Regions from separate parts of the Zea mays genome. Here all the other regions are linked to region 4. A link is a contact called in public Hi-C data. All regions are on one chromosome and are shown on one strand. Each heading gives the region's core, a stretch centred on a gene start, on an enhancer-like site or on the middle of the called end of the contact. The rest is flanking DNA. Distances are from core to core; before and after follow the strand shown. Region 1 holds the start of LOC542703 (calcium-dependent protein kinase 24). Region 2 holds the start of LOC103654555 (filament-like plant protein 3). Region 3 holds the start of LOC542441 (V-type proton ATPase 16 kDa proteolipid subunit). Region 4 holds the start of LOC100216607 (CBS domain-containing protein CBSCBSPB2). Region 5 holds the start of LOC100280270 (Alkaline/neutral invertase CINV2).

Evidence for each region. Hi-C and Micro-C count contacts between places; a contact is called where the count stands out from the background.
Region 1: a contact with region 4 is called in a Hi-C map of ear, with 3 times the contacts expected there. The contact joins the promoter of LOC542703 here to the promoter of LOC100216607 in region 4. A contact is called at or near these places in 6 of 25 Hi-C or Micro-C datasets (ear, endosperm, leaf and 1 more).
Region 2: a contact with region 4 is called in a Hi-C map of tassel, with 4 times the contacts expected there. The contact joins the promoter of LOC103654555 here to the promoter of LOC100216607 in region 4. A contact is called at or near these places in 6 of 25 Hi-C or Micro-C datasets (ear, endosperm, leaf and 2 more).
Region 3: a contact with region 4 is called in a Hi-C map of tassel, with 2.2 times the contacts expected there. The contact joins the promoter of LOC542441 here to the promoter of LOC100216607 in region 4. A contact is called at or near these places in 2 of 25 Hi-C or Micro-C datasets (ear and tassel).
Region 5: a Hi-C map of ear shows a contact between it and region 4, with 4 times the contacts expected there. The contact joins the promoter of LOC100280270 here to the promoter of LOC100216607 in region 4. A contact is called at or near these places in 7 of 25 Hi-C or Micro-C datasets (bundle sheath, ear, leaf and 2 more).

The regions. Positions count from the first base shown.
Region 1 is chr4:210,944,234-210,949,253 of Zm-B73-REFERENCE-NAM-5.0, forward strand. LOC542703 (calcium-dependent protein kinase 24) reads right to left here and starts at 2,749. Exons shown (of 8, transcript XM_008681406.4): 1 at 1,948-2,749; 2 at 1,196-1,850; 3 at 632-775; 4 at 390-542; 5 at 151-266. The coding sequence starts at 1,784.
Region 2 is chr4:210,653,704-210,658,171 of Zm-B73-REFERENCE-NAM-5.0, forward strand. LOC103654555 (filament-like plant protein 3) reads right to left here and starts at 1,468. Exons shown (of 5, transcript XM_008681402.3): 1 at 829-1,468.
Region 3 is chr4:210,619,205-210,623,898 of Zm-B73-REFERENCE-NAM-5.0, forward strand. It overlaps LOC542441 (V-type proton ATPase 16 kDa proteolipid subunit), which reads right to left and starts at 2,540. Exons shown (of 3, transcript NM_001349564.1): 1 at 2,351-2,540; 2 at 1,743-2,028; 3 at 114-564. The coding sequence starts at 2,429. The coding sequence ends at 432.
Region 4 is chr4:210,805,165-210,810,090 of Zm-B73-REFERENCE-NAM-5.0, forward strand. It overlaps LOC100216607 (CBS domain-containing protein CBSCBSPB2), which reads right to left and starts at 1,445. Exons shown (of 12, transcript NM_001143020.1): 1 at 1,318-1,445; 2 at 302-472. The coding sequence starts at 1,387.
Region 5 is chr4:210,992,348-210,997,279 of Zm-B73-REFERENCE-NAM-5.0, forward strand. It overlaps LOC100280270 (Alkaline/neutral invertase CINV2), which reads right to left and starts at 3,324. Exons shown (of 5, transcript NM_001153198.1): 1 at 3,228-3,324; 2 at 2,696-3,089; 3 at 769-1,200; 4 at 1-369. The coding sequence starts at 3,061.

The DNA.
Region 1 (5,020 bases), core at 1,499-3,998, 140 kb after region 4:
TGATCATGATAGAGGACCCACTACAGTTAAACAGTAAGACTGTTTAATGCAAACAGTAACGTATACAATGCCTTAACTATTAGGGTCCACATAAAACCAAATGGTATAGAATCAGATATCACATCAATAAGGACAAGTAAATATGCATACCCTTAATGCCATCTTCTTGAGCTTGTTCATTGCCGAAAAATGCTTCAGCCTTGAGAGAACAGCAGAATCAATAGGCTTATCAGGCGCCACGGCATCATCAACAATCCATGGGTGGCCTGAAATAGACAAAGCTATTACTATGAGGAAATAAAAAATGCATATCCCATGTAGCAGTAGCACCGAGGAAATGTATCCACAACTCAGCTACATGAGATAGATGAGGAAAGGAATGTACTTACAGAGAACCTCATGAGCACTAAATCTCTTTTTAGGATCCCGAGTAAGCATATTGCGGACCAGATCCTTAGCGCTATCAGAAATACTGGGCCAGGGTTCAGATTCAAAATCAAGTTTGGCTCGCATAATCTGCCTGAAGATTCCAGACTCAGTTTCTGAAAGAAGACCATATAACATAATGGAAAACATGTGAATTTGCAGTGACAAGAGATTTAGATGCTGGTTTGAATGACAGATACATTACCTGCCCAAAATGGAGGGACACCACAAAGCAAAATGTACAGAATTACCCCTGCGCTCCACACATCAGCTTCTGGACCATAACATTTCTGAAGTACCTCTGGTGCAACATAATAAGGGCTTCCAACGACATCAGAGAATTTATCACCTGGGAAAATGGAAACGAGCAGCTTGCATCATAAAGAATCTTAGCAGAAGGGGGCACTGAGAACATCAATACAAGAGTCAAACCGAGCACAATTTAGAATGCAAATACCATTGTACCAAGCACATCAAAATAGTAGATCATAAATCACCATCTCGAAACCACAAATGGCTTCTTGTAAGCTTTTATTAACAGTTTCAGTAACTCATTCCCATTTCAAAACGAAACTAGGAGCTTCAGCATGGTTTTGTATCTGTTCTCCTACCAAGACATTATATCAAGTGTCAATGTTTTATAACAATCTAAAAAGGTCATTCCGACACAGCAATTAACTACCTTGCATCAGATGGAAACAGTAAACAGCAGCAGTTGACCTACCAAATTGGGGCATTGAGGAATGTAAAAGGAAAGAAACGCGCATACCGGGCTTGTAGAACATGGACAGCCCAAAGTCAGTGGCCTTGAGTGGGGCTTCCTCAGCGGTGCTGGCAAAGAGAAAGTTCTCCGGCTTGAGGTCCCGGTGCATGACCCCGAGCGAGTGGCATCCCTCCACGACCCCGACAATGGTCTTGATGAGGTTCGCTGCCGCGCGCTCACTGTAGTGGCCTTTGGCGACGATGCGGTCGAAGAGCTCGCCGCCGGCGCATAGCTCCATGACAATGTGCACGAAGAGCGCGTCCTCATAGGCGCCGCGGATGCGGACGACGTTGGGGTGCTCGGAGAGGTGGTGCATGATCTGGATCTCGCGGTACACGTCCTCGTAGTCCTCCCGGCACAGCAGCTTGCGCTTGGGAATGGACTTGCACGCGTACTCGGCGCCGTCGGCCTTGCCCACACAGTGGTACGTGGTGCCGAACTGCCCCTGCCCCAGCTTCTTGCCGATGCGATAGTGGTCCCGCACGTTCGCCGTCTTGTACGGCAGCACGGACGCCGGGCGCCCCGACGACGGCGCCGGAGCCATCAACGGCAGCTTCGCCTTCGCATTGGTGTTCCCGCTCGGGTCCGGCTGCATTGGCGCGCCCCAGGTGTGCTCCCCGGATCAAGAACCGTACGACGGCCTCCGCAGCAGGAAAGGAGCCTGTTCTTGGACAAAAAACCGGAAAACCCGGAGAAAAGGTGAGAAATTTGGGGATACGGCGATCAAGAACCGGTCAAAAGGAAAAAAAGAAAATCACCTCTCGCTACAAATTCCTGCAACTCCTCAAGGATTCCCGCGGGTTGGAGACAGAAGAACAGGGGGGGGGGGGGGGGGGGGGGGGGGAGAAATTGGAGCGGGTAAGCGGAGGAGCCCTGCCGATTGGGACCAAGAGCCGAGGGAACGAAGCTTTATGCGAGGTTTATCTATGACAAACCCACGAGCAGAGAGGAACGGAAACGAGAAACGGCAGCAGCAAGGGGAAGAAGAAATCTGTGCTCTCACTTTCTCAGGTGTCACGTGGGGGAAGATGTGCAATCCTGCCGAAAGAAAAGGGGAGCAAGCGGGGAGGAAAGGTTGGCCTCTTCTATCTATCCGGCGTGGAGCTACGAGCTGGCCGCGCAAGAAGACAGGATCTTGGCGGCGTGGGTGATGGCTCCACCCATATATCTTTTTTTATAGGAATTTCAGAGGCGGCTACCAATGGGGCGTGGAGACGATGACCAAGAGCTCATATATCTGCCTTTTGATTTGCCGTTCGAGGCTGGGAACGGGCAAAAGGGAGGGCGTGTTCGTGGAGGAGAGGATTGGGGGAAGGGAAATGCGGGGGCTGTAGCAGCGCAGCTAGGTCGTATCTATGGAATAATCCATGGGCGACCAGGAAGGAGGGAGGAAGGAGACGACGACGATGTCTCCATTGTTTTTTTTCCCTTTTTTATTACTATTTTTTAATATTTTTCCTTTTGTAAATTGGAAAATACGCAAGAGTCCATGTCTGCTAAAAACCGTGTATAGTGACCAACTATAATTATTGGAAACAGTATGATTTGCAAAGCATAAATGGGTCCCACATTGTCCTATGAAATAAGACACCTTTATTGTTATTGAGGTAGTGATTATAATCTCACTCTTGAATTCGCTCGTGAAACTTCTAACCAAACTGTTGGCCAACTGTAGAGGGTGAGCTCATTCACATAAATCGTTATGGATTGAGTGGCTTGCTCTTTTGGATACATACATTTATGCAAACAGTCCAAAAAAGAAATGATCATCCTAAAATTTGGACTTTGAAAAAGCGTTTGACAAACTTAAACACGTGGTCATCATAAACATTCTCACCACTTCTATTCATCCTAGCAACTGACTTGTTACAATCAATAATAAACAAAGCAAAAGACCTTAGCCTTCTTAGACTACTTGTATAGCAAAGATGTGGACATAACTTCTCAATTATTCAATATGCGGACGACGACATCCATATTATGGAAGCATGCCCAAAACAATTGTTTGTCCTCAAGGCTATTTTAAACTATTTTTTGTAGATTATATGGGTCTCTACTCCAATTAACACAAGTCGAATATCTACCTGGTAAATGTGTCTAATCAGAAAATGGAACTGTTGTAAAAAAAACCTTCAACTGCCAGATTGGAACTTTCCCCATCATATATCTTGGGCTGCCCATGAGTTTAGTTAAATTAATCCTAAAAGCTTTCCTTTCATTGATACAAAAGATTGACGACACATATCATCAATCTTAGTGTTCCTATCACAAGCTAGGAGATTACAAATGGTCATTTTTTAGTGTTCTCGTCGTTACCTACTTTCTATATATGCACTCTCAAGCTCCCAAGCTCGGTGATCAAACAAATTGAAGGGGAAATGTGCCCTTGGGCCATTTCTAAAAATGTTTTGGTGATTAGATATCCAACACAAAATACGTTGGTTCATAAGTACTAAGATGCAAATCAAAGAACAAGGTATGTCTTCAGCCTTAGTAAATTGTTTTTGGCTACTAACATATTTATCTAAGTGCCAGGAATCTTGTCAAATCAAAAGAAATTGAGTTGGAGAAGATTTGGCTGAGTTTAGCCAAACTAGCACCAGCCTGTGGTGCACCGGACAGTGTCCGGTGCCTAGGCTGGCTCGGCGACGAACTCGTCGCTCTCGAGAAAAAGACAGTGGCGCTGCGGCTAAAATTCACCGGACTGTCCGGTGTGCACCGGACTGTCCGATGTGCCAAAGGCGCCCGTGCCAACGGTCGGCAGCGAAATCAGCGGGCGACGCGTGGCCCGCGCCAACGGTCAGTTGGTCACACCGGACATCCGGTGCGCCAACGGGACCAAAGGTCCAACAGTCGGGTGCGTCCAATATGGAAGGAGATCGGGCACCGGACAGCTACTGTTCATGTCCGGTGGTGCACCGGACTGTCCAGTGCGCCACCCGACAAAAGGCAAGAATTGCCTTTCAATTGGATCTCCAACGGCTTCTAGCTGCCTTGGGGCTATAAACGGGACCCCTAGGCACATGGAGCAATACACCAAGCATTCACAAAACATCCTAAGACGCCTAGACTCCGCAACCACGCAATCGAATCATCGTGTTTGAGATTTGAGCACCGTTTGAGTTGTAAACTCCCTGCGCCGTGTTTGTGTGCTCACGTCTTGACTTGTGTGTGTGTGTGCTTGCTGCGATTCAAGTCTTGTGTGTGTTTCTTTCCCTTCCTTACTCTTGTGCTTTGTGTTGTGATCAACTTTGTAAGGGTGAGAGGCTCCAACTTGTGGAGATTCCTCACAAACGGGAAAACTACTATAAGGAAGAAACCATGATATTCAAGTGGATCATTGGATCACTTGAAAGGGGTTGAGTGCAACCCTCGTCCATTGGGACGCCACAACGTGGAAGTAGGCAAGTGTTATATTTGGCCGAACCACTGGATAAAATCACCGTGTCTCTTGTGTCACTCTTGTGTGTGATTGGTTTCTTCTCTCGAGTTCTCGCTTAATCACTTGTGCTATTGTTCCATAGTTCAATACTCACTCTAAAGGAACAATCAAGTGAAGAGTTCTCGCTTTAACAACTTGGCTTAACTCTTTCTAACATTTATAAACCAAGTTTGTGCTATTTAGTATTTGATTTTACAGGATCACCTATTCACCCCCTATAGGTGCACTCACAAATCAACAAATACAAAAAGCACTACTTATGAGAGGTGCTGACATAAATGCAAAAAAGGTCATCGTAGAGAGCCTAGCAAATTGCATATAGACAGAAAAACCAAGGAGGTTTGGGAGTCCTTGTTCTTATGACACAAAATCAAGAACTATTGATGAAA
Region 2 (4,468 bases), core at 218-2,717, 150 kb before region 4:
AGGCTTTTACAATGCCCAAATGATAAGTTTGTCAGACAAAAAAAATCCACCCTTCCATTTCAGACTCTGTGCTCTGGAAAACAGAGAAAAACGTTTCGTATAGAAAAAAAATCGCGGACAGGATCGAAAAATAGGCTGCACCTAAAACCTCCAGAATCCTACAAAAATGTAGCGGAGGGATGAGACAAAGGCTCAAATTCCCCGGAGATCAACATTAATGGTTTTCTTTAGAAAAAACTGAGATTTCTTCCTTCAAATCCACCGAAAATCTCAGTCAAACACACTCCGCATGCAGAAAGATGAAATCCGCAGAAAACCCGGAGGGAGAAAGATTGCGGGGCTAGAAAAACTTCAGCTTTCGCCCATCACCAAATCTCAGCAAAATCCCACATCGGAGACACAATGCAGACCAAAACCCTAACGAAAATCGCCAGGAGGAGGGTGCAGGACAGCATCTGTGCCCACCCGGTACCCCACCAAAAAATAATTTCAGGAAAAAAAAGGAACAACCAGCCAAGATTCAAGAAACGGGGGCGGCGCAAGAAAAAGCGAAACGGAGAGCATTAATACCTGCGACCACAGCCCAGCCAGTAGGGAATGGCAACCGTCACAAGAACCGCGTGGAACGCCAGACAAAAAAAATTAAAGCTTCGGTTTTTACTTCCAACGGGTCCGGAAGCGCTACTGCTCCTGTCCCCTTTCCCCTGTTGGTGTTGGTGGACAGAAATCGGCGGGGACGCGAGTACAAGGCGCAAGAACAGCACCCGGCATTGCCCCCGGACCCACCCCACGAGAGAGATGCAGAGGCAACAGGAAGAACCGCCGTACCTGATTAGCGGTGGCGCCCGGTGCTGGATTGGAACTTGGAGGGAAGCGAGACCGCGAGGAGCAGGAGCCTCGCTCGCAGCGCAGAGACGAGAAACGAGTCGCTCGCCCCGCAAGAATCCGAGCCTTGCTTTTGCACCCTCTTTTTTCAATCCCTGCGGTCTCGGTCTCGCTTTCTCTTTCCCGCCCAGGCAGCTCGAACAAACGGAGGAGGCGTCTCTAGAGTGGCTCGTGGTGCCTTTGCCTCCCCGTCTCGTCTCTCACTCTCTCTCTCCCCACTCGAGCTAGAGGCGTAGCCTTTTCTTTTTGAGTTTTTTTTTCTCAACTATTCAACCACAGCTCACACAGTGTCGCTCAAGTGTACTCAGCAAGCGATGCTGGTGTAGGCGTGTAGCGTGTTGTTAACTGTGCGCTTGCGGGCTTTTGCCTAGATTGAGCACTGGTACTGAAATACTGTTGCTATAATACTAACAGGTGCAGTGTGTTCGACGGATGAATGGGGTCAAGTTGCTCTATTTTTCCTGGGACGGATTCATAGCAGTTGTTTTTTTTTTGTTGGGAAGACGGAGACGAGCCTCGGTCCGGATGCGGGTACGGGGCTCAGATTTGTTTATTTGTTCCCTTTTTGTTTCTTCCTATACGTGGGCCCCTCCTAGCGCTTTGGGACCTGTTAATAAGGCACTACGAAGGCTTGTTTGTTTGGTTCAAAGTATTAAATATGGTATAATTATAAAATTAATTGTATAGCTAAAAACTAAATGATAAGATGAATTTGTTGAATCTATTTTCATGATGCGTTTATATGATGCTAAAGTAAACAATTGTTAATCATGGATGACAGAGTGCAAAACTCCGGTTGGGTGGCAGAATGCACTCGTCTTGATCCTAAGATGAGGCGGGGCTATGAGGTTTACCTGCTAAGGTGGATGACCACAAGTACACAAGAATTTTATAGTGGTTCGGACCGCCGGAGCGTAATACCTTACCTCCATATTTGAGCGTTGTATTGCCTCAGCGAGAGCATCTAGCCTGTGAGTTGAAATTGTCCCCCACTGTGGGAGTGTGCCTCCCTTTTATAGTCCAAGGGAGGCACCTACAAGGTGACCGAGTCTCAAAAAGTGGGCCCAATAATCTAATAAGTATATATAGAAGATGGGCGATGAATCCTGGTCAACCAAGATCTTCTCTACAGCGGTCAGATATCTCTTCTTGGTCTTCGTGGGGATCTCTTGGCCCACTATTCTCTTGCCCCATCTAATCGGAGCTCGAGCGTAGGCTTTGATGTAAGTTGTGGCGTAGGTTGATACGTTGTCGTGTGTAGGGGTGTATGGACGTTGTCATCATGTCCCCTCCACCTGTTCCACCTTGCCTCAGTAATTTGCGGGGAACAGCAAGAGCCATAATGAGGGGCGTCCTTGCGACGCATTGAGTCAATGGTCCTACCTCGGTAACACGCGGGTTACTGGCGTAGCCCAGACCTTGCGGACTTCGCACGTCGCATGCATTTAATGCGGGCCGCACACCACTTGCCACTGGCGCGGGCAAACACGTATCTCGTCCGCACTTAATGATGTCGAACCCCATGTCAAGAGGCATACGTAAGGCGTCCCCGGCCATGCGTCGGCACCGGACCTCTGCCTAGGCAGGGAGCAAATCTGGGAACGTGTGGCAACGAGGCACCCTCGGACCTCCCCGACTAGGGGTCCGAAACATGCTTGAGGGGGTCTAGGCCCTAGCTGTAATGATTCATACACGTGGCAGCACTGGATCTCACTTGGCTTAGGTCTTGATGACACACGCGGGGTCCAGAACCACTCCCGGAGGTCTGGAAACGAACTTGTAGTCAAAGAGTGTTTTTACTCTAGGGACATGGAGCTGCTCCAGACCCCCTTTCTAGGGATTCAGTGGGCCCATGTGGATGTCCGGGTCCTGTCCGTGGGGACCCATACCTATGATCGAAGTTGTTGATTATTCCCTTCTATGGGCAGCCACATGGGGTCTTGTATTGACCCAGCAGGAGTGGATACCCCATGTTTAGGGTACCGACAGAGGCCCCCAGGGATAAGAGGCATGTAACGAAGTTGCTTACATGCTACCTCGGTCGTCATTGTCAAACCATCGTCGTTTTCAACCTCTACGAATCTACACTCATCACATACTATACACTTCTTCTCACTTGCAGTCTCCTTCCAGAAAAGCATACTGTTATTTTCACAGACATCAATTTTTCGTGGTCCATACCAAGACCCAAGAGCAACTTCTTGGACTGGTACATGTCCTTTGGCATCTGGTAATTCTCCGAAAGTACATCACTGATCAAGTTCAGAAGCTCCTTGTAGCAGTTGTTTGAGAATGCAAACTTGTACTTAATAGCCATAAGTCGAGTCATGAACACAAGGACGATCACTTTCTTGTGCTTGTGCAACGACACTTCAGCAACTTTAAGGAGCTCGAAGAACTTCTGAACCTTAGGCGTAGGAGAACCCTCATAATTGGGAGGGGGGTTGACGGGGTTCTTGGAATCGATGGGTAGAAGCTCATGGCGTACATCGTCAATCATCTGTTCCATACTATCGTAGTCTCCCTCTTCATGTGACTGAACTTCCGATACAATACGAGGAGGTGGGTCCTCACCATGGTGCACGCACACCTCATAGGCAGGCATATAACCGTTCTTACAAAGATCTATCGACATAGTACTCATGTCAAGAAAATAAATGTTCCGACACTTCTACAAGGTCACCTAACATCGGTTCCGGTCGTGCAAAAGCATGGTCGAGTAACGCGTCAGTCTTGGCAACCCACTCACTTGATAGAGCACCTCTCTTCTTCCAACCTTCATACATCCATCGACGATCCTCCACCATACTAGATACGAGACGTTAACTTAATTAGTTAAGTAAATCACAACCCTACATATATATGAAAGGATAGGTCCTAAACCCACTAGGAGTGACCGAGGAGCCCGTGTTTATGACAAGGCATGCGCTCGTGAAAATTTTGGCAGCATAACCCCATTGTTCTCCAATCGCGCGCCTAAAAATGGTGCAATTGGAGAACAGAGGAGTTATGCTATCGAAACTACGCAGGAGCACATGTCTTTGTCGTAAACACGGATTCTGTCGGTCAACCCAAGGCTATCCAATAAAGGGACAATTCCAGCCCAACACACTTCACATGCGTCGCATGTGAGGTGTGTTGGGCCAAAACGAGTGGCGTCTAGGTTTCATTTGTTGACACTAAGATACACTACGAAAAACTAGAACCATCGTATATTATTACGTTGTTCAACTAATAAATAACCAATACAATATTATATACAAAATAACATTGTCATGGGTGTCAAATCATATAAAATAACCTTATTTTCGAGGGCATAATAATCACCCTTAGAAATTAAACATTTAAATTATCTAAGCACCACTAAATAAACTAAAACAAGCTAATTTAATTACATAATCATATTCCGGTCGTCGGACATAACAAACTAAACAATATTTAACATACAAATCATTTAATCCTAAAAATTGACTACTAGCAAACAATCCATGTATCTACAAAATTGTACTATAAAGAATACTCACTAATCCGATGGCGACATCGGCGTGGTCGGTGGCGGGCGACGTAGGTGCCGGTGAGGCGT
Region 3 (4,694 bases), core at 1,290-3,789, 180 kb before region 4:
TTTGTACTTCATACACCTATCAACCATTGGCTCAAAAACATCAGAAACAAAACATCAGCTATCGCTGTGAACATGCCGAAGTATAGATGACAATGAAAATCCAGGCATCCAGTAAAGGGGCAAAGAAATATATATATCACGTTATTATTTGGCTACACCTCCGTGTTCATTATTCACCAAGGATAAAAATTAAATCCACTTAGCCCAGGAGCATCCATCCAATCTTAACCCACATCCCTCCAACCTTAACCCAATAAATAACCTCTGCTTAACACCGCCAAAACCAACATGGCTGGAAGTGTCACCTTCCTTCAGCTACAAATTGTTTCATTAATACATGGTAACAAGAATAAACTAGACAAGGGCATAGAGTTTCAATTCTCTTAGAATAGCATAATAAACAGTACGGTAATCGCAGAATGGTAGTGCACTTAATCTGCTCGGGATTGACCAGCACGGGATGAAAGGATAATTCCAACAATGAGACCGTACAGAGCAAGCGCTTCTGCGAAAATGAGGATGAGGATCATGCCCACAAAAAGCTTCGGCTGTTGTGCATTCGCCCTGAAATCAGTGGCCCAGAAAATAAGTCAATAAAATTTCAATTCCCAAATAAGCATGTACTGCCTCCTTAAAAGAAGAAACGCTCAAAGAAAGGAGATTAGGTTGATCATTAACAGCCTTGTTCACCCAAAGTTTACACATAAGCACTGTTTTACACTGTTCTGCATTGTAGACTACACTGTTCGCAGAGTGGAATTTGAATATGGGTATGCGTATGTGTAAGCTGCTGGAGATAGTCTTATAAGCCTATAAATAGTCATATATCAATTTGCATACTCATCCAAGAGCATGATCTTGTTCATAGAACAGTAAAACTTAGGTTGGTCATACTTCAGTAAGAAAGAAATACAATAATATGACAGTTAGCACTACATCTACGGTGCACTAACCAACAACTATTATTTACACGCATGGGGAGCTTAAAGATACAGATGAAAGAAAACACATACCTACATGTTCTTCTAATCAACACTATTTTCTCAATTAAAGGAAAATGTTTTAGAAAGTGCAATATCAAAACAAAACAGGAGCATGACGTAGAGTAAACACATGCTATCATTAAAATGACAGGGAATAGTTCCAAGTCAGAAAGAATATTTATTAATTGTACAGTAGGGGGAATAATTTTAGACATTTTATTTTTCGATTGTTTGACGACCCAAGACGAAAATTCATGTGCAAGACCAACAGTACAAAAGATATTAGACTAATAATAAGAATTTGAATGCCACTACCTACCTATAGTACATGGATTTAGATCTTCTAGCTGAGTTGGTTACGTGGACTTAGTAGCATAGCACTCATCAGGTCCTAAGTTCGACTCCACATGGGAGCGAATTTAAGTTGAGGTTAAAAATCCTCCTATCTATCCCACGCCAAAGCATTGGTATAAGGCCCGGCCTCAGTAGCAACCGTTCTCACATGACTAAAAGTGGGGCAGGGATTCGAGGGTTTTTATTGACCTCCATGAGAAGGTCTTGTTCTTAATCCCGGAGCTCTCTTACCCCTGCAGGTCAATTTTTTTTATGGTGATAAAATGTGGGCTCTCTAGGTGTATTAACCTTGTAGCACTCAAATAGCACAATATCAACATTCTGGCCATGGCATTGAATAGTAGATAGTAGGAAAAGGACATAGTAAATATATGATGTCCACTACAAAGAGAGAGGGAGCTTTACCTGACTCCAGCATCACCAACAATGCCGATGGCCATGCCAGCTGCAAGCCCAGCAAGGCCACAGGCAAGCCCGGACGAAAGGTGAGCGTAGCCATCAAAAAGGTAGTAGGGCTTGGCCTTGGGGTTGATCCCAGTGCTGATGATGACGGCGATGATGAGCCCGTAGATACCGAGCACACCAGCCATGACCACGGGCACGATGGACTTCATGACGAGCTCCGGCCGCATCACACCCATCGACGCCACGCCGACGCCGCTCTTCGCGGTCCCGTACGCTGCGCCCATGCCTGCATCGGATCAAGCAAAAGAACAGCGTAGTCAGGACCTGCCTGTCTGACGGGAAAAGGCTGTCGATTTCTGAAATCCCACACCCGATCGGACCAAATCTAGCGGAGCAACGGGCAGATCCAGCACCGGCGCGCCCGTAATCGAGCTGACCGGAGGCCGGAGTTTGGCCAGATCGAGCCAAACCACGGAGCCCCAGCGGTAGATCGGGAAATGGATGGTGAGAAACAGAAGCTCTATTCGGGAAAAAAAAAAACTAGAGCTTCGGGTACGGAATCGCTCGAGCGTGCGAGTGGAAGAGGAGTATGGGGAAGCGGGACGAACATGAGAAGACGAGGGCGGCGGCGGCGCCGAGGAAACCGAAGAAGGGGGCCGTCTCATCGCCGCTGAACACCGACGACATCTTGGTCTCCGGCTTCCTGCTCCTCTGCGTGCCTCTCAGTGGTGGGTTGCCTTGCTCGGTCTACGGGAGGCCGCGTCGCTGGGGCGAGGAGGAACGAAAGGGAAGCTTGGGTGGGCAGGCAAGATGCGATCTCTCTCGAGCCGAGTTTGGTTTCTTTTTGTTGCGACTACCCCTATCACTCCCCGATCTGATCTGAAAATCTCCAAACACCAGACCGACTAGGGCCCACCGTGGTTTTCCCAGTTTTGCCCCTAGGCTCTCCGGCACCCGATTTTTTTTTATTTTAGCCCTTTTATTAAAAAAAATTCACATTTAAACTCATGCACGACTTACTGTCATTTTTATACTCTTTGCTTGACATCATAGGTCGTGCGCCGAAGTAACAAGTCTCGGCACCACAGCCTATAACGTCGAGATACGTGACGCGCGTTGTAGGGCTCACGCGACACCGACGTGGGCCCCCTAGCTCAGCGCCACGAATCTTGGGGTCAAGCTAGGGAGTAAAGCAGCCATCGTGTCCTTCTCTCTCCCCGCGCGCCACTCCTTCCTCTCTCACTCGCAACGCGGAGACTACACATCGGTTTCGCCGACGATAGGGGTGAAAACGAAAATGGTAATTTTCGGATGCCAGGAATCGTTTTCAAAGTTTTACCGAAATTTAGGTCTAAACGAAAATGGAAACAGTTATCGAAAATACGGAAACGAAATCGGTAGAAAAAATCATAAACAAAAACGGTTTGGTCCTCTTCCGACCATTTTCGGAAATTACCGTTTTTTTGGTATTTTACCATTGATAATAAATATGAAAAGGAAAATGGTTTTAATGTTTACCGACAGTTTTCACCCCTAGCCGCCGAGCTCGCCACCGGCCACCCCACCGCCGGTTCTCGTCGCCACCTACGCCAAGCTCAGCTTGCCCCTACGCCAAGCCCTGCTCGCCCCATACGCTGAGCCCCGCCGCCGGTCGCCGCTCCATCTTTAATAGCTTTTGAGTTATGAATCCGTGTTTGCAATAGATGGACACCCTAGTGACACCATACCATGGAGGAAGCGTTGTGGAAGATGTTTATGGGAATGTTAGTTTTGATGGAATGAAGAAGGTGATGGTGATGTTCGATGAAAAGCCCTCTTTTGGCCAGATTTTTGCTAGGGCTTGTGAGGAGATTTGTTGTAATTTAAACGATCCTGGCATATTGATTGAGGGTTTATTGTCCCATGTTACATCTAGTACAATATTCCGACAGTTGATCTCCATTGGCTCTGAAGACGACCCTGCAGTACATAAATTTAGCAGTTTAAGTCATTCCAATGGTGCATATGCAGAAGGATGAGATGATGAGCTACTAGAAGCTCTGGATAACGCTAACAACATTGAGATTAAGAAAGGCTTAATTTTTAAGGACTTGCCTACACTGAGACGATGGCTACAGGAATATTTTGTGAATCGCAAGAGACCTTACAAGGTGAGACACTCGTATGCACGATGACGTTACACAGTTGTGTGCGAGTTGTCAGATTGTAGTTGGAGGGTATGTGCCCACAAGCAGAAGGAAACTGGAAAGTTTAAGATCACAAAAAATGTAGGTCCACACACTTGTGCCCAAACAGAGCTAAGCTCTAAGCATCGGCAGTTGACATCTACCCTAATTGAGAAAAGGCTTTTGGTGACATTGAAGGGTCAGCCAAACTTGAAGGTAAAGTCAATTATGACCATGACTTGGGAGTTGTTTGGTTATAGGATCAAGTATGGGAAAGCATGGAGGGCAAAGCAATGAGCATGGAAGATGATATATGGGGATTGGGAGAAGGGTTACGAGAAGTTGACCCATTGTTCAATGCAAAGAAAGCAAAAAAAACCCAGGCATGCATTTCGAGTGCATCCCTAACCGTCAGCGAGCCCACCACGGTCCGTGCCACCTGCTACACCGCCCCCGTCGCCAGTGCCTGATGCCCCCATTGCCATCCACCGCCGGCCCTTCATCGTAGTCGACCGTTTCACAGGTAAAATTTATCTTTTTTAGCATTAGATCATTTAAACTAAACGAAGTGTGATTATGGTTTAGGGTTGTTGGTTCAAATTTTAGTCAAAATTTGTATTGTTTGATGTAGTTGTTGTATATGTGTGGTGGTGAATATGTATATGTGTAGTTGTTTTCGTAGTAACCTATTGAACCATTACCTTACCTTGAACATGTATGGTTGTATCCACCGAACCTCATAGGTACGATGAACAACATGTGATTTTTTGATGTCTAAACCCTAACG
Region 4 (4,926 bases), core at 195-2,694:
CTCACTGAGTCACTAGGTCATGGGTTCGAAGCAACCTTTCCGCATTTGCGGGAGGAAGGCTAGCCTCGATTTATCCCTTCCCAAACCCCACAAATTTGGGAGCCTCTGACACTAGTTCTGCCCTTTTTTAAAACAAAGAACTAGATAGCATAATTTATAGGTGAAATTGGTGTATATGGCTAAAATAGTAAAATATATGCTTGTTCTGATGTTCAGTGAATTCTTGTGCATTGATGAACATCTGGTGATAAAAAAAGATAAAGCAGGAATGGAGTAAGAGTTGACACAATAATATGGTTACCTGAGAAGTTGCCACCTAACTGGCGCTCAACCCCTTCTATGGCAGCTGCTAGTGCACTTCCTTGCTCTGCTGCCTTTTCCAGTCTTGATATTGCATCATACAGACATTTTGCAATGTCCAGCATCGCAATAACCTCACCATTTTCAACAACTGGAAGGTGTCTAAATTTCCCTATAATAAGAAAAAAACCATATTAACTTCAGAGAAAGGAATAACATACCTCAAATTAAGTTTATTCAAGGAACATTGAAATAATGAGGTTTAGCCTATGCAGCACTAAACCTTATGATGTCATTAAAATGTTAAACAAATTTAGATGCTGGACCACTTTGAAAATGCTGGTCCTCCTTTTCCTTATGAAACACAGGAGCAATGGAAGTTGCCATTACTACGCCTGTTATGACCGGCATCCCCTACACCAGGCGCAGGGACATTAGTGGCTAGGAGGGCTAAGGCCCACGGCCAGGCCACAGGCCACATGCGGCCAGGATCAGCTAGGATAGATCAGATAAGGATTAGCTAATAAAAAAGAGAGATTATCTCTAGTTAGTTGGATAAGGATTAGAAGAGATCTCATAGCTCTTATCCTTAGATCAGATAAGCATCAGCTGGGATATAAATACTTGTAAGAGGTCATCTGTGGAATTAAGCAGAATCAAATTATTTTGGCTTCCCTGAGGGAGCCAGGAGTTGGTGTGAATCAATCTCTCTTGCCCACGCAGCCTAGGTCAGCCATGGCGCCCCATCTCCCTCGCGCAACTGTTCATCCTTATAGGCTAAGGGAGATCCCTGGTAGGATCCGCAATCCTACCAACGCCCCTCTAGACTAATACAGTGGCTAAGATACAACATGATTCGAAGTCCCAAGTCATTGCAGTAAGCTTGAGACAAATAATAACTTTCTACTATTGACAAAATAATATGTTCCTTTAGTATCCTATAAAAAATAAGGCATATACATTTCCATTATTTCTTTTCTTGAATGTGAAGTTATATTAACAGTAGTCCACATATACCTTGGACCATTTTATGCAGTGCCTCAATAGCAGGTGTGTCCGCCATGACATATGAAGGGTTCCTTGTCATAATCTTGGAGATGATTGTTTGCTCAACCCGCAGCCCCTCGGCAATGACCCTTGTAGCTATGTCCTATATCCCAGTTCAAAGGAAAAGAATGAAGCATGAGGATATACTTCGCCTAGTTGTTAGATACTGCTGAGTCAGCTTCAGATTTGTCCAAACCAAACACAGATGAGAGATCAATGCATAACAGTTCAACTCAAGAACATGAACAGTGGCATCAGTTGCAAATTTCAAGCATATAGTAATTTAAACAAAGAATATAGAATTAGCTAAGTTGTAATGGTGCAAAGCGTCCAACACTAAAGAAATGCATTCTGTTCAGTCACTTGATTGGGACACAAGCAAGCTTTATGGCTTATGGGAGCGAGTGGGGTACAATCCAAAGCAGCCACTACCACAACTATGACATTTTTACACATAAAGTTCATTCCTTCTAAGTTCGAAACAACTTACCAGCCAATCATAACATGTTTGGTACAACAGATTCAAAACTGATGTAACTGAAGGAACACGGTACCTTGTCGGTGACGATGCCTGAGAGCAGGCCACCGGCGTCTGTGAGCAGAACGGCATCGACCCGCCTCGCCGCCATCCGTCGGCACGCCTCCGAGACCGTGGTCCCCTCCGCGATCGTCAGCGCCTTGGACAGCCGCAGCTTCTTGACCGTTCTCTCCCCTCTGACGAAACCAACCCAGCACCTTAGTGACAGCTGAGGAGGAGGGAGAAAAATCCGAGAAAAGAAAAGGCTTATGGCGGCCTTACGAGGTATGGTCGGGGGAGGCGGGCTTGGTGGAGACTTTGCCGTTGCCGTTGGCGGGGGCGCCAGCGCCGGCGGCCGTGGGATCATCAGACCTGCGGGAAGACGCGACCGACGGCGGCCGGCTGCGCGTGCGACGATTAAGGGCCACAGCGGCAGTGGAGCTCATGACCGCGGCCGCGTAGGTGGCGGCGGATTCGCGACGGCGGCGGCGGCCGGGAAAGTTGGAGCCTGAGTCTTGGAGCCTTGGAGAGGAATGATCGCTGGCTCTTTTGGGCTTCCTTGCCTGTGGGCCCTGATATCCTGCGAAACTGTGGTAAACTTTGACATTGCTTGTGAGCCCTAATATCCTGGAGAACCTAATGACTTGCTCCACTAACTCATCAAATTTACTAGAGCTGGAAGTATTCTAAACCGGTCTATGAAGCAGACTATAATTTAGAATTTAGAAAGGGAGTGGTATGCCACAGATACGAGAGAATGCACAAATCTACATTAAAAATTTTCTAACATTAAATTATATATACTCAATGTATATATTTTCTTTACATATGTTTATGGCTAGGGGTAGTAATGAATCACGATTCAAATATTTCTTTACAATAAGTTAGGACTCTTAAATAATTTTAGTTCAAAAATGAATAAGAACAGAACCTGATCCTAATCTGATTCAATTGTTAAATTTTATAGTGTAAAATCTCCACAATGAAGCTTATCGCCCATCGTCTCACTGGCCGGCCTTGACCCCTTTTACGTACCAAGGTGCATAGAAAAAATGGCATAACCACATTTAGTGTTCCAACCCCGATGAAAGCCTGAGCAGGTAAGGAGGCAAGCGAAGCAGTTGAGCAAACCAAGTTTAGTGACATGCGCGTGACTGATCCTAGGTGAGTGCAGTTAGGCAATTTTTTGCAATTTAGCCCTTTTTCAAAAAATCACGTTTAACCCCTGGAAGAAGAATTCATGTTTTAGACCCTTTACTTGGTGTCATAGGCATGGCGCCAAGGTAACACGACTTGATGATATAGGTTATGGCGCCGAGGTACTGCCCGTGTTGACGCACGCTGGTTGTCAGGTGGCTGACCTGGCCTAGCGCCGAGCAAGGGAATATGGGCTAGAGGCCTTCTTTCTCACACGTGCTTTGTCTTCTCTCAAACTCGTCGTGCGCCAAGCTAGGGAATATGGGCCAAAGGCCTTCTTCTCACACGTGCTTCGTCTTCTCTCACACTCGTCGTGCGCCTCTGTCTCTGTCCTGTCATCGCCACCGCCACCATTGGACGTCGTCATGCCTGTGCCCCTGCTCACTGCGCCTCGCGCCCGGTCGCCGCGTGCACGTCGTCGCTCGCTGCGCCCATGCCCGCCACACAACGCTCTCGGACTTCGCTTCCGCCCCCTAGGCCTCTAGAGCTCGTTGTCGCGCCTCCAAGTACGTGGGTTAGTAAATTTGTTAGTTAGCTAGTTAGTTAGCAAATTTGTTAGTTTAGCAAATTAGTTAGTTAGTTAGCAAATTAGCTAGTTAGTTTGTTAGTTAGTTATTTTAGAAACTTAGTTAGGTTACATCTTTAATTAGTACTTTTGTTATTTAGTCTATTTAGTGAACTAGCTAGTTATTCAGTTGTTAGTATATGTAGTGAATGTGCATGTGTATGTTAGCCATCCTATTGTTCGTCTGTTGGTGAATGTGTCTGTCAGTTATCGTGTTGTTCGTTTGTTTGCAGGTTTTAGAAACCTCATCGTACATTGGAGGTGCTATCGAAATTTGTACAGAGAGTATTGTGTAACTTTTTTGCGGCCAGGAGGTCGTTTGATTCCACCGCCACCGGTAGCTTGACTCCACCGCGACCTCAGGTATACTCATTTTGCTTATCGTACTCATAGATTATGTAACTCTATTAGATGTGATTAGTTATTAGTTAGTATATAGTTATTAGTTAGTAATTAACTATTGTTTAATTGTTACTTATTAAGTATTTAGGCATTAGTAGATGGGGTTAGTAATTAGTCAGGATTAGTAGATAGTGTTAGTCACATACCATCTTAATTTGTTATTGAGTAATGAATTCGTCTTTGAAATAGATGGACAACTTAGTCACCCTATATCATGGAGGAAGTGTGGAGGAAGATGTTTATGGGAATATTAGTTTTGATGGAATGAAGAAGGTGGCACTGATATTCGATGAAAGGTCAGCTGTAAGGAAAATGGACCCCTGCCCATTTGACTAACTTTCCTGAGAATCTGGCTATGCATAGAATCTAGCTATGGGAAGAATTTGAGTATCGTGGGGATTACGTGCAGAGGAAGATGAAGTGGCCAAAAGGATTCATGATCTAGAAAGCGATGGATTCCTACTATCGTGATGACTCGATCGATTCTGTGTTCATATTAATTTTGGACAGTTTTTAACAAAACAATTCTTATAGAAACGAGCTAAAAACTTAGGGCGTTTGACCGTCCACAGTAGCTTTTGGTGGTCAGAAGCTAAAAAAAGCCCCAACAAACAGGGCCTAAGTGATTTTGGTGTTTGATGAACAACATAATGGATCAACTAATGTTTTCCAAGTGTTTGTGTTTTGTAGTTCACAGGATGCAAAGTGGATTGGACTTAGGCCCTAAGGATGCAACAACTAAAAAGAAGTCATAAAAGACTCCTAGAAGACTTACAAATACTCGGCACAAGTCCAAGACACAAGACCAAAAGAGCACAAGAAAAGAAGTTAGAAGACTCAAGAAAAGGGTTGTTATCTGGCGCACTGGTGGCTCACTGGATAGTCCGGTGTGCCAAAT
Region 5 (4,932 bases), core at 2,074-4,573, 190 kb after region 4:
TACAATGGCAATGCAATTACCAAGGGCAAACCACCGGAAGTCCATCATAGCAGGGCTGACGTTGCCAAGAAAGTAGCCTCCTCGACATGGCATGAAACCAAACACCCAATCAGGAATGGAATCCGGAATGACATTAAACTTGTTCACAGCTGTGTGGGAATACTCTTCTGTTTTGTATCTGTATATGTTATTCAGCTGGTGAAAATCTAGCCAGAAGTAATTCCTCATGTGGTAAGTTAGTGCATGTAGCCGTTGCCCTATCTTTTCTATGAAATCCTTCCCTTCACCCTCTGGCTTGAGCATTTGGAGAGCACATCTTAAAGCCATGTAGAATAGGGCTTGGATTTCAATGGGATAACCATATATACCCTGATAATTGCAGTAATTACAATCATGCACTGACAAGAAGCTTCATTTGAAATTAATATGTAATTCAAAAGTAGGACAAACAATAAGAGAACTTGTAGGGATGTACTGCAGATTGGCATTTTCTTTCAGTACTATCTGTGTACTTCTGCAAAAACTAAGCATTTCTGGCCCCACAGTACCAATAAGACTATGCAAGATTGCCTTTAAATTTTGGTTGAGTAGTATGATAATATGTGCAGCTGTAAAACTACCATAAAAACTTGAAAATTATAAATTTTATTTGAAAATTAAGATGTGCCTGAACTTTCACCTGATCAGGACACTAACAAAATGAGGCTATGTGCTACTTCTACGGATATGCATCTAAATATGAATTAGATCAAGGTGAAATGGTCCTACCATTCGACGATCAATCATTGAACAGCCATCTGTGCAAAGCAGAGTTGGAAAAGTATCAAATCCTTCAGATAAGCAGAGATTCAGTATCAGCCTCATGCACTTCTGGCATTCAGGTGATTCTGACAAACTAACATCTCCGGTGTACTTTGTATATGCCCGAAGGAGAATGATCCACCAAAATCCAGAGTCAACCGGTGCCACCCTGCCGATTGCACTCTCACCAAAATCAGCAACTAAGGTTTCAGTGTTTCTGTTTTTATTACGGTCCACCTTGAAACTTGCAGGCATCGCACCTGCTCCAAGCTTGAATCGGTCTACCATTTTCTCAGAGCTCTGAAGGTGAAGAGTTTTCAAGAGAAAGTTCTTCACTATGTCAGTCTCATTATTCATTAGGAAAGCCAATGCACTCGGAACAAAATCCCTCACAAAAACCTGCCATAATTAACAATGAGCAGTCAACAGTAGCACGTCATGAGGCTTTAATTCTTTAAGGAAAAGTAATCAACAAGAAAACTCCAGTTATATACCATACTACTAATTTTCCACGATAACATACTACAAGAAGGCATTTTGATAAATTAATCTAAGAAAATACAAAGCAGAAGTTAAAATCTTGTTGCAAGTGCTAGTGAACACAATGGAAGGCATATCAATGATAAAACAAAGAAGATATAGTATGGGAAACAATCAGGGGCTGAGACAAAGGAGGCGGGTTGGGGTCTGGCCCCTCTAAGATTGATTATTACATTGTACTACTTAATAGTTGCATTAATTCTATAAATTATATATAAAATAATATCTTACCTAAAGTAACAAAAACTTAATTAAAAATAAAATACATTTTCCAGTTTGTGTTTTTTCAAGTTATATATTTTTATTAAAAAATTTACGTGGGTATATAATATGAATCATTAAGTTTATTAATAATGTTTTCTTTTATCCTCGATTTAAACAATTAAAACTTTTCTAAAATGAAAAAATGATTTATAGTTGTTTAATCTTACATCAAGTTTAATAATTTTAAACAGATATCTTTTTTTTTCTTGACACTTTTAAACTGACCCCCCCCCCCCCCCCCCCTATATCTAAATTATTGCTCAAAACAATGTCGAACCTAAATAGAAAATTGAGTGCTTATTAATCATGATATGTGTATTAAATTATAGCCTGAAAAGAAAAAATATATATAGTGGAAACAAGTATAGAAACTGAGCAATGGTAATCACTAGGACTAGGTAAGAGCCAGTTTCCATTGCTCAGTCTGTACTTGTTTCCAGTTCTAGCATTAATCAGTTTCTATACAAGTATTTGTATACATATTAATCAGTTTCTATACAAGTTACTAGAAACTGATTAATACTTGCCGGTTTCCATTGTCCAGTTCCTATACAGGTAAGGTCATGTTTGAATGCACTAAAAGTCTAGAGATAATAGTTAGCTATGAAAATTAGTTGAAGACATCCAAACAGTCTAACTAATAATTCAACTATTAGCTATTTTTAGCAAATTAGCTAATGGTTAGCTAGTTATTTGTTAGGCCGTCTCTAGCAGCTCCCCTATCACATCCTCTATTTCAAACTTCACTCTGCAAACAATGTCAAACAGTGTCACCTACAGTATCACGTCCCCTATTTTATAGGATCCACCGAAGACAGCCTTGGCCAGCTAATTCCACTAGCAATTTTTTAGCCAACTAGCTCTAGTACATTCGATAAGATCCTAAGAGCAATGGAAATCACTATACTTGCCAGCTTACATATTACAACAAATACTAGCCAAGTAGACAAATTATGTGCTACTATTTGTTGTAATATGTAAATAACACGGCAGTAATCATAATGCTCAAAACAAAAGAAAAGAAAAAAAAGATTCCTCTGTTTCCAGTTTCCACAGACTTTTGATGTTCAGTGAAGCCCGATTGGCATACCTGATCATAGTTGAGCACTTCCTCCGACGCATGGTCTACGGCAGCAATAGTACCGACGGGCTGTTCCCGGAAGTAGACGACCGATTTCCTGAGCGCCTCCCAGGCCTCATTGACCAGCGGGTGCGGCCCCCCGAAATGCGTGCCCACGGAGAAGGGCGAGTCAAAGACACCAGAGGGGAATGCCGGCGACTGCAGCACGCTGTCGAAGCCGTCGTTCTGGCGGTGAGAGAGCTCGCTCCACGACTGCTCGTCGAAGGAGCGCTTCCGCTCCAGCGTGAACCTGGGCTTGTCGATGATGAGGCGCGACAGATCGAGGTTGATCTCCGCCTCGGAGGCGAGGGAGACGTGCGACGACACCCGCTTCATGCTGCCGCCGCCTGGCCGGCCCCGGATCCTAATGCGGAGAGATTTTAGATTTCAGGGATATGCTCATCGTGGGAGTGGCAGACGAATAAAACAGCAGGTTTATTCCGCCGCCTCCTCGAAATCGGAAAATGAAATAGGAAAAAGCAGCTCCGTCCGTCGTCCTTACCGACGAGAGGAGAGGCAGATGGATGCTTCACTGCGCAGGCACTGGCTTCCGGAGGCGCGTGAGGACGAGGAGGAGGGCGCCCGTCGCAGACCGGAGGGACGACTGGTGGATCTGGATCGGGGTGAGCTCGGCGCGCGGGGTGGTGGTTCGGTGGTGGACAGGCCTCCGAAAAATTTGGAAAGAAATTGTGGCCCGTTGATAAAGCAAAATCTCTTGTACTACTTTATAGAAATAGAATAGAACAACGTAAAGGGGTGAGTTTGCTTTGTTTTTGGATGAACAGCGATCAGAGGTCAGAGCTGTTGGCTTCTGAATAAAGTTGTTTGGATTGCTATAGTTGTAATCTATAGAGACAATATCAATATAGAAATAGTAGAAATTGATATGAATTAAAGCCAAGCAAATCGGTGATGTCCAATGTTGCACGTCGATGAACTTTCCAAAATGGTATAATCTTTTTTTATATCTCCTCCTCCTTAATTATAAAAACTTATATGTAGGAGTCATTTTAAGCTAATTCCAGTGCACTATCTCTCTCTCCTTTGTCATGTCAGCTCTCGACTCTACCCTCGATTCTAGTGCACAGCCTGTAGCAGGATATAGCCTCAATCTATAGCAACATCAGTTTTTTCTATTTTAGAATTAAGTAATTCACGCACATTTATTTTAACACTCAGAAATCGAACAACGCATTTTTTTATTAAATTAAAAATACAAAGTGTATAATAATTAAAAGAAAAGCACATGAAAATTTATAGAAGTATTAGAGATAAAAAAAATGATTTTTTTGCAGTTTTTTGAATTTTTTAGACTCCAAACAATAAAACGGCTAGATTGTCGCTCTCGCCCGATGTCTCTCCCGGGCCAGCGTGTCGACCGTGTCTCGTCTCCCTCTTGCCCTCCTCTCGTCCGAGAACGCGCTCCAGCGCGTCACCCGCTCTCGTCGGGCGTGAGCAATGTCGCCCCGCGCTCCTGCCTGCGGCCGAGCGACATCAAGTCCATCTCGCCCCGCCTATAGCCTCCATTGACACCAGCCTTACCATTGAATACCAAAACACTATGACTCAACCTACAAAGTTTCTTGTCATGAATATAGACATGCACGAAGCACTTCTTTTTCTGTAGCATAACACTCTAGCTAGTAACAAATTTCATACATGGGTGATTTGGTGACCAGAGATCACGGAGGGATCCCTCTCAATCCCCTCCAATCCTCGTGATCTTCTTGTCACCAAATCAAACCCTGAGGGCCCATTTGTATCTCCTTTAGAATTTAACATTCCACCACTTTCTAAGGTTTACATAAGTCTATCTCAAATTTTTAGAATGAGGAGTGATAATTGATTTTATGTATCACTAATCTACTGCAACTTGTAACACGCTCTTCAGTTCGTTCCCCTATAGTAGAAATTTAGTACATAAATATCTTTCTCATACGACCAACTGTAAATATAAATATATTATGTATAAAATCTTGTTCAATTATTGCGTGAAAATCCTAGGTACGAGATGATGACCCCCGAAGAGGTGCTTGGGAAGTTTGTGAGCTTTGAGCTTATGGTCATAGACTCTAGACATGTGAAGAACATTGCCCATGGCAACTCCTCCACACTCGAGCCACAACCTGTTGCATTCAAGGCGACGGAAGAGAAGGAGGAGACCATTCCAAGCAAGGGCTTCCAATAGACCCCTCCAAGCTTGATAA